Regions from separate parts of the Hordeum vulgare genome. Here region 2 is linked to region 1. Evidence: chromatin contacts called from public Hi-C data. All regions are on one chromosome and are shown on one strand. Each heading gives the region's core, a stretch centred on a gene start, on an enhancer-like site or on the middle of the called end of the contact. The rest is flanking DNA. Distances are from core to core; before and after follow the strand shown.

Evidence for each region. A called contact is a pair of places that touch in the nucleus more often than the background predicts.
Region 2: a Hi-C map of leaf shows a contact between it and region 1, with 5 times the contacts expected there. The contact joins the promoter of LOC123402184 here to the promoter of LOC123402540 in region 1. A contact is called at or near these places in 2 of 6 Hi-C or Micro-C datasets (leaf and seedling).

What each region holds. Positions count from the first base shown.
Region 1 is chr6H:509,585,655-509,589,436 of MorexV3_pseudomolecules_assembly, forward strand. It overlaps LOC123402540 (alpha-mannosidase I MNS5), which reads right to left and starts at 2,443. Exons shown (of 15, transcript XM_045096464.1): 1 at 2,274-2,443; 2 at 1,596-1,638; 3 at 1,437-1,502; 4 at 1,285-1,346; 5 at 1,031-1,130; 6 at 726-908; 7 at 315-363; 8 at 62-241. The coding sequence starts at 2,428.
Region 2 is chr6H:509,827,379-509,831,346 of MorexV3_pseudomolecules_assembly, forward strand. LOC123402184 (chaperone protein dnaJ 16-like) reads right to left here and starts at 2,143. Exons shown (of 11, transcript XM_045096063.1): 1 at 1,674-2,143; 2 at 1,201-1,324; 3 at 1,042-1,124; 4 at 840-951; 5 at 654-758; 6 at 229-279. The coding sequence starts at 1,831.

The sequences.
Region 1 (3,782 bases), core at 1,193-3,692:
TGCTACAAATTTGACGTTGGTATAAGCGATACACCGAGTGGGCTAGCATAAGAAGTAGTACCAGCACCAATGCCTGACGAATATTCAATCCAGTTGCCAGACAAAACATCTAGCGTTGAGCCTACAAGATTCAGTGAGCTTCTCATACTCCATAACTTGCGAAGAGCACGAAGAGCTGCAGCTTCATATCTAGAATCACCGGTCAAACGTGACAATGCACCCATTTCAAGGATAAGGGAGCCTGCAACAAATTTATGTATCTTAGCTACCACTACCAAGATACCCAACATAATAATGACTATTCCGCCACTCACCACATCCCGATGTGCTTGTTTCAGTTGTCTCATTCTCCATCACTCCATACTGGAAAAAGTAGTCATAGCATCAGAGATGATGTATGATAAAATACAAGCTCAACAGCCATGTCAGGTCATGATTAGAAGGATTGTAATGTACATGAGCTATGCAATATATATGACTTCAATGTTACAAGTAATATCATACAAGGGTATCCAGAAAGGGAAACAAAATAATTGTCGAACAATTATCTAGTTACCGCATGAGGCTTGACACTTGTGTTCTGTACCATAGCAGGAAGGGGCATGCTGAACAGTTGGAATCTATCAATACATGTCTTTTACTACTATCTATTTTATCCGTAAACGTGATTGTAGCGGTGTACTACTTTTTGAATCAGAAGAAAGACCAAGGATTTGTAAATGAACCTTAAGGTTGATCCATGCATACGGCAATCCAGTAGGTGTCTCAAATGCTGGCAGAAACCGCCTGCCTAAATTTTCAGCAAGGTGTAGTAATTGGTTCTGATATACTCCATCTTTGTTCTGACTGCTGTAGTCCTTTGCAAGAATATGAGCAGAAATAAGCCCCCCAAGAAGTCTTATGTTACACTGGATAAGAAGGGAAAAAAAGGCATGAAGAAGGGAAAACTGTGAGAAAATGATTGTTGCTTAAAATCCTGGAAACATGTCATTGTTTTGTTCTAGTCGTGATAAAAATCAAATGGCATTACCTCAAAAAGATTAACTCGAGCGTCAACATCAAAAGTTAGGTTCTCTGAAAGCCAACTAACTCCTCTGTCAAATTCTGTTAGGTTACCTAAGACAACAAGACTGCATGAGCCAAAACAGAGAGGCATCACCTATCGATCTTACGGATACAATTTTCCTTTTGAAGAAACAATGTGCTAATTCATATTCTTATTATCACGAAGAGGCAGTACAAATCTCAAAGTATCCAGAAACATTACAGCTTCATAAAGTGTACCTTGATAATGACTCAACTAGTGACAATGCTGATCCATTATAATCCTGTGGCAAGTGCTCAAGCTACAAGGAACAAAGGTGATATTACGCCGGGGTATCTTTATGCTTTTGTGGCGTCAATTGGAAACTGTAAATTTGTCGATACATTAATACATTTAGGTTGCCCAGCTCACTGAGGGAGTCAGTGAAGCCTTTAGTAAGAGGCTTCAATTCATCATGCTGAAAAGGTATCAACACAGAAAACATCAGATTGGCCATGAACAAATGAGCTGAATTTTGCTCAAGTATTCCGAAAATAACCGATGAACATACAGGAAATGCATACGCCATGTAGTTGTCATAAGCATGATAAAACCTGAAATGAATGGAAATGGATCAGTACTAGAATCCAAGCATTGAACACTACATTACACACTTATGTGGGTTAGCAGGCTTGCTAGACAGTGACAGTTCGCAGGTTGACGACCTTTACGTATAGCTCTGTATGTTGAATGCTTTATCATATGCAGACGGGGCTCTAGTCTGGAAGCCTCGATCTAGAAACTGAAGAGGGGGGGGGGGGGGGGGGGGGGGGGGGGCGACAAATTATTGCAGAACTCTGAAGGTCAAGGCAATAAGGCAAACATACTTGATCTAGGAGATGATAAAGTGAAAAAGTGAAATACAGAGATTATGCGGCGATTCATTGACCACATGGGCCGAAACGTTGGTTCTAGGCTTGAGCTCGAGATGTTGTCACTCGTCTGAACTCTTAACAGGATGAGCAAAGCACGCATTTTTATCTGCGACGCGAATTACATGGGCTTTTTGTCTTAGAACAGAAGTCCCCGGACCAGAGAAGGCGGAGCTCACAGGACAGCTAGAATCTTCTTCCCCGTATGAAACCGAAATCGCCGCGACAGAATGGAACCTTCCCAGTCCCAAAGCTCGGACTAAACCCGACAGAACTCGAACTGAGGGTAGCTGAAGAGAAGACAGGGGAGCGCTCACATCTCGACGACCTTGCCCCTCATGCGCAGCCTCCTCGCGCGCCCGTACCCGTCCCTGCTGGCCGCGGCGGCGGTGGCGGTGGCGGTCGCGGCCGCAGCGAGCGCCGCGAGGAGAAGCGCGACGGCAGCTAGCCGCGCCGGCCGAGGAGATCGCATGGAGATGGAGGTGGGACTGGGAGCCGATGACGACGGTGGTGTCGGATGGGGATCAGGACCCCGCACGGCACGACCGGGAGCGGATAGTTTAGTTCCTTTCCTTCCTTCCGCCCGTGGATTTGGTAGACGTGTACTCGGATCTCGTACCTGACGTGTTTTATGCTTGCGTGTACGTAGTATTACGACACGTTGTCTGCCACGTAGGATTTTGAACACGGATTCTTTTTCTTCTTTCTGTAATATTAACCTGAAACGGGGATATACAAATTTAATACCAGGGGTAATAATTTGCACCCTTTGCGTGTGTTTGTGCACGCGCGAGCTTCACTGCAAACTTTATATTTAGTACTTCCTCCGTCTCAAAATAACTGTCTCAACTTTATACTAGCTCTAGTACAAAATTGTACTAAGCTTAAGACAATTATTTTAGGACGGAAGGAGTAGTACAAATATTAATGCGTTGCAACAGGCTAAAAGTATCATAAAATCTGTTCCGTGTGAGAGTACATGTTATTTTTTATATTCAATTTCGGTAAACATCGGTAATAAGTTTATAATTTTTGGGAGTATGACACGTGGATGTAAAGAAGCCACCCTAACATCTTTCATGTGATGAAAGAGTAGTGGTTCATCAAATAGTCTAGTACTTGATTTTATTTTGTACTTTGTAGAAAACACAAATATTTCTTTGTTTTAAAATAATTACAGAATTTTGAATTTTTTAATCTTTTATTGTAAAAGCATATTTTGGAGATCAACATTTTCTCAACACATGAAATAGTTGTGCATCGTCTAATCATGATATTTGTTTCCTTTTAGTTTTCGCATCCTAAAACCCAATCAGTACAAGTTTGTTATGGACGCAAATAAAGTCAAATTCGACCTTTAAAAAAATACGTAGCACCAATTTGGCAAGTGTGCATAGTTATGATGTTTTACCGAACATGTGCATTGCGAGTGATAAGCTATATCTCTTAGTCCGTTAAATATTCCTTGTCGGCTGTCGTACTCTTTGGTCACCTCCCTCGCTCTTGCCATTAGCATTTTTCCCTTTCTCCTTCTTTCTTGGAAGGACCTTTGCTTACTTATTTTTCTGTCTCTCTATTTCCTTTCGCCTCTATTTTCTTGTATCATAGAGCCACAACACTGAATCTCCTTGTTGATTATGTGTAACTCATTGGCCTATATAAATTGATAGAGTTTAATTTATGAGGGCGAGGTGGGATTAATTAGTTGGCAACACTGAATCTCCTTGTTGATTTTATACAATGGAATGATGGTGAGTTCGAACTCCATTGCCATCGTGAATTTGTTTTTTTAACTAAAAACACACCTATTTTCTTTCAGGGTTGCG
Region 2 (3,968 bases), core at 893-3,392, 240 kb after region 1:
TTACAGATAGAAGCAGTGTTCTTATGCGGTAAGGCATCCTAAAGCAAGCACCCACCGCCTTGACACCTAAGCAACACTAGGAGCCTAAGGCTGGCAAAATTGGAAGGAGCTGCCAGGGCGCCTTGCCGCCGAAGTGTTCGAAGCAGGACGCCTTGAAATAATGAATAGAAGAAAATGCTGCAAATTATGTTTGTTCGGACAAATAAATGACAGGCCAGATAAACGTACCTGTAAAGCAAGGCTTAACCCACCATTTTCTTCAGGTTCAAAATAGAGCAACTGAAAGGGAAAAAACCTGCCTTAGAAATAAGAACTTTTTCACGGGAAGAAACCTGAAAATTTGCTAAACTTGCAGTGCAATAATACAAAATACTATGTACTGTGTACGTGATTATTTGAAATGTGATTATCAATGACATGATAAACAAAGAGTTATATGTCTTATTGAAATGGTGCACATATCACCACAAATTTCTTAACATCCAGAATGCAAAAAAGTTAACCAGAAAAGAACAGATAGGTTGGTTGACTTATCCAAGTGCAACATTACAAGTAACAGAAGGGAAAGCTTCTCAGCCAAAGTAATGTAATGGAGTAGTTAAGTTGTCAAATGAACAGGACAGATAGATGCTAACGGCGAGTTTGCAACTAACCTTGAATTTACTTTTAGCAGTTGAACTAACTCTACACACTAACCCCAATTTAGCTTCTTCTTCTGTTATGTCCACTGAATAAAAATGAGCTGATTGTTTTTCCACCTGCCAATGTGTTAAATCTAAAATGTTACTCACTCGACAAAAAGAATGCATGGAGATGAAACGAGGCGGATAGTTGCCAACCTTCTTGCATACAGATTTGCCCAAATGAAGCTGAGCAATTTCCACTGAGCCATTCAATGCCTCCTCTAAAACTGTTGCCGAAACTGTGGTCTTGATTGGTACTCCTAGCTTGCTGCACAAACACAACTATCAGTACATAACCTCATAAGTCATAACCAGACAGATATTAGAGAACAAAAGAGTGATGTCCTGAACAAGCTACCTAAACAGAGCAGCAAACATTGTATTTACAGTGTTGAGACTTGATAGGTCCAGCTCTAATTCATGACTATCTGCTTCGATGGCCTGAATGGCAAGAAAAGCATTAGTCACAAGAAAAACAAGCAACTCATCAAACTACTGAAATCAAAGCACAGATCACCTCGAATCCAGAGGAATCATACTGCCGCCTTTTATCCGGATCTGAGAGGATGTTGTAAGAGAATGTGGCTTCTTGGAATTTCTCCGAGGCCACAGGGTCGTCTGCATTCTTATCTGGATGGTACCTTCAGGACAAGCGTATAAACAGAAAATTACTCAAGCCGCTGCATTATTGCCCTTCGTCAAACCATTACTACTAAAAAAGCTAGCTGAGAGCTACTGAATTATATAGACATCCTGGTCTGGTCTTAACAAGCGATTAAAAAAAAGGTCCCAAGAAATTGTGTGCCTCTGTTGTTGCGAGAAGCGACAATTTCATCCAGAATCAGCTAATGTTCCCGTAGCAGGAGCAAATTCCATATGAAATACGCTATACCCAGCACGAATTTTAGCAGTTGGTACCATCCTGGCAAGCTGGCTGACTCGTGAGGAGCACAGCAAGAGCAGGAGGCCAAATCCTCGAGCTTGACTTACTTGAGGGCCATGCGGCGGAAGGCGCTCTTGATCTCCTGCTCCGTGGCATTGCGCCCCACCCCCAGCACCTCGTACGGGTCCCTCCTCTGCGCCGCGGCGCCGGCCGCCGAGTCCCCCTTGGTCTCCGACTTGAACGACCCAAACTTGGGGCCCGCCATAGACGCCGCCTCCACGCCCTCCAAACACGGTATCCCTACCCCCGGACCCACACGGCAGCAGCAGCAGCTCGCTCAGATCTTACAGCAGCAGCAGCGGCGGCGGCGGCGAGGAGCGCGCGCGCCTACCACCCGCCGCGGGCGTACGCGGCGGCGAATGCGGCGGTAGACTGCGCCGGAGGGGCAGAACCTAGGGATTCCGCCGGCAGCGGGGGGCTGGCGAGCTGCAGGCGCTGCTAATTTGGGACGGTGGCGAGGAGAGGAGCAGAGGAACAGAGAAGGGATGGCGACGAAACGAGGGCGAGGAGGGAGAGGCGATAGCCGATAGGGAGGGGCGAAGGCGAATTATTTTAGGGGCCGGCATGCGGGGCCCGTCGGGCAGTGGGCCGCCTTGCCTCGTTGGACCGGGGCCTTGCCGGCCGGGGTTACCGTGTCCCGGTCTCGGTCGCGCTCCGGGTCCAAACCGTTGGCGAGTCGGCGGAGCCGGTTTGAATGGCTCGACGGGCCCGCGCACCGTTGGGCGCACTTGTAAGTGACGGAGTTAGAGGGTCTGTTTGTGACCGGTGACAGGTGGGGTCGTTTGAGCGCATGCATCGGGTCCAGCTGATGCAGACTGACTTTCGGAAAATGTTAAATCGTTTGACTTTTCACTTTCACCCCTCAGGAAAAACATGAGATACCTTGAGAAATATCGCATCCCAAAACAGCCCAAAAGGAAAATATCACAAACCTTGGAAATTTTAGGTAACACCGGAGAGCCCATGGATTCACTACAAACTACATATAGATGTATATAGATATATTCAAAATGTAAATTTATTCATTTTACTTTGTATCTGCGTAGCGAAAATTTTAAAAAGACTTATAATTACAAACAATGAAAGTATTTATTATATGGCTCAAATTTTAGTTGCATATAGATGGAAAATGAAGGATTGCTTGCACACGTACTGCGGCAGCTCGTATGGCTTGATACCATGCCCAACACTACAAGCAAAGGGCATATCCGATCATGCCGATCATGCCATCATGGCTAAAGTTGTCCTGTAAACTCCGAAGAGCGGCCATCTCCAGAAGAAAGGACAAGCAAATCCCGAGCTTTCCTCGCCGCTGTTCCGGCAAATACGATGCTGATTGCTGCATAAACAACAAGGCTCCTACGTACCGTAATTAGCTAGACGGGTTCACGGCGTCCTGCCGATGCAGACGCATGCAACGACACGGCGATCAAGAGGGCCAACTGTAGCAGGGTGTACACGGGAGGATCCAATCCGAGGTCCCACTTGCTTACCTGTGGAAATTGTCTGGTTGCAACCAGATGGATATCGTGGATTAAATCGACATGAGATCGCGAATGATTGAGCTCGGCCTGGCCCGCGACCAGCGAGGACTGCATCCCCTTGCAGCAGGAGGAGATGGTGACTTGATTTGCACTTTGTGTTTGAACATCTTGCACCGTAGGACATCCGAAATCATTAATTAAGGAGTACTTTTTTCAAAGATTATTTTTTATTTTTTTAGATTAGACAAGTGACGTATTACATGTGTGTCATTTGTCATAGCCTAAGAGTTTTTTTTCTTTTTTGTAGATCTGTATTTTTAAAATATTTTATCTTTCAAACTGTGCGTATAAATCTTGAACCATTTTCATCGTTGTGTTTTTCGCGTCCAGATCATCAAAACAAGATATCATGTTGATAAGGTTTTGACGAACTTTTTTTTCATGAAAAAGGACGAGAAAAATCAAACGAAAAAATCGTGCCTCTCGCGATAGAAAAAAAACAGAAAACACATTTTTTTTCGTTTTCGAAAGGCACGGCTGCGCCTCTCACGAAGGTAAAACCGTGTCTCTCGTGAAAGCAAAACCGTGTCTCTCACGAAAAAATCAACAACAAAAAACACATTTTTTCATTTTCAAGAGGCACATTCGTGCCTCTCATGGAAGCAAAACCGTGCCTCGAGTGGCACGCCTCTCACGAAGGCAAATCGTGCCTCTCGCGAAAATAAAATTGTGCCTCTCGTGAAAAAAACAGATTTTTTTTGTTTTCAAGAGGCAAGGTCGTACCTCTCGCAAAAGCAAACCCGTGTCTCTTGCAAAAAAACAAAAAACGTGTTTTGTCTTTTTCGCACGAAGGCAAAA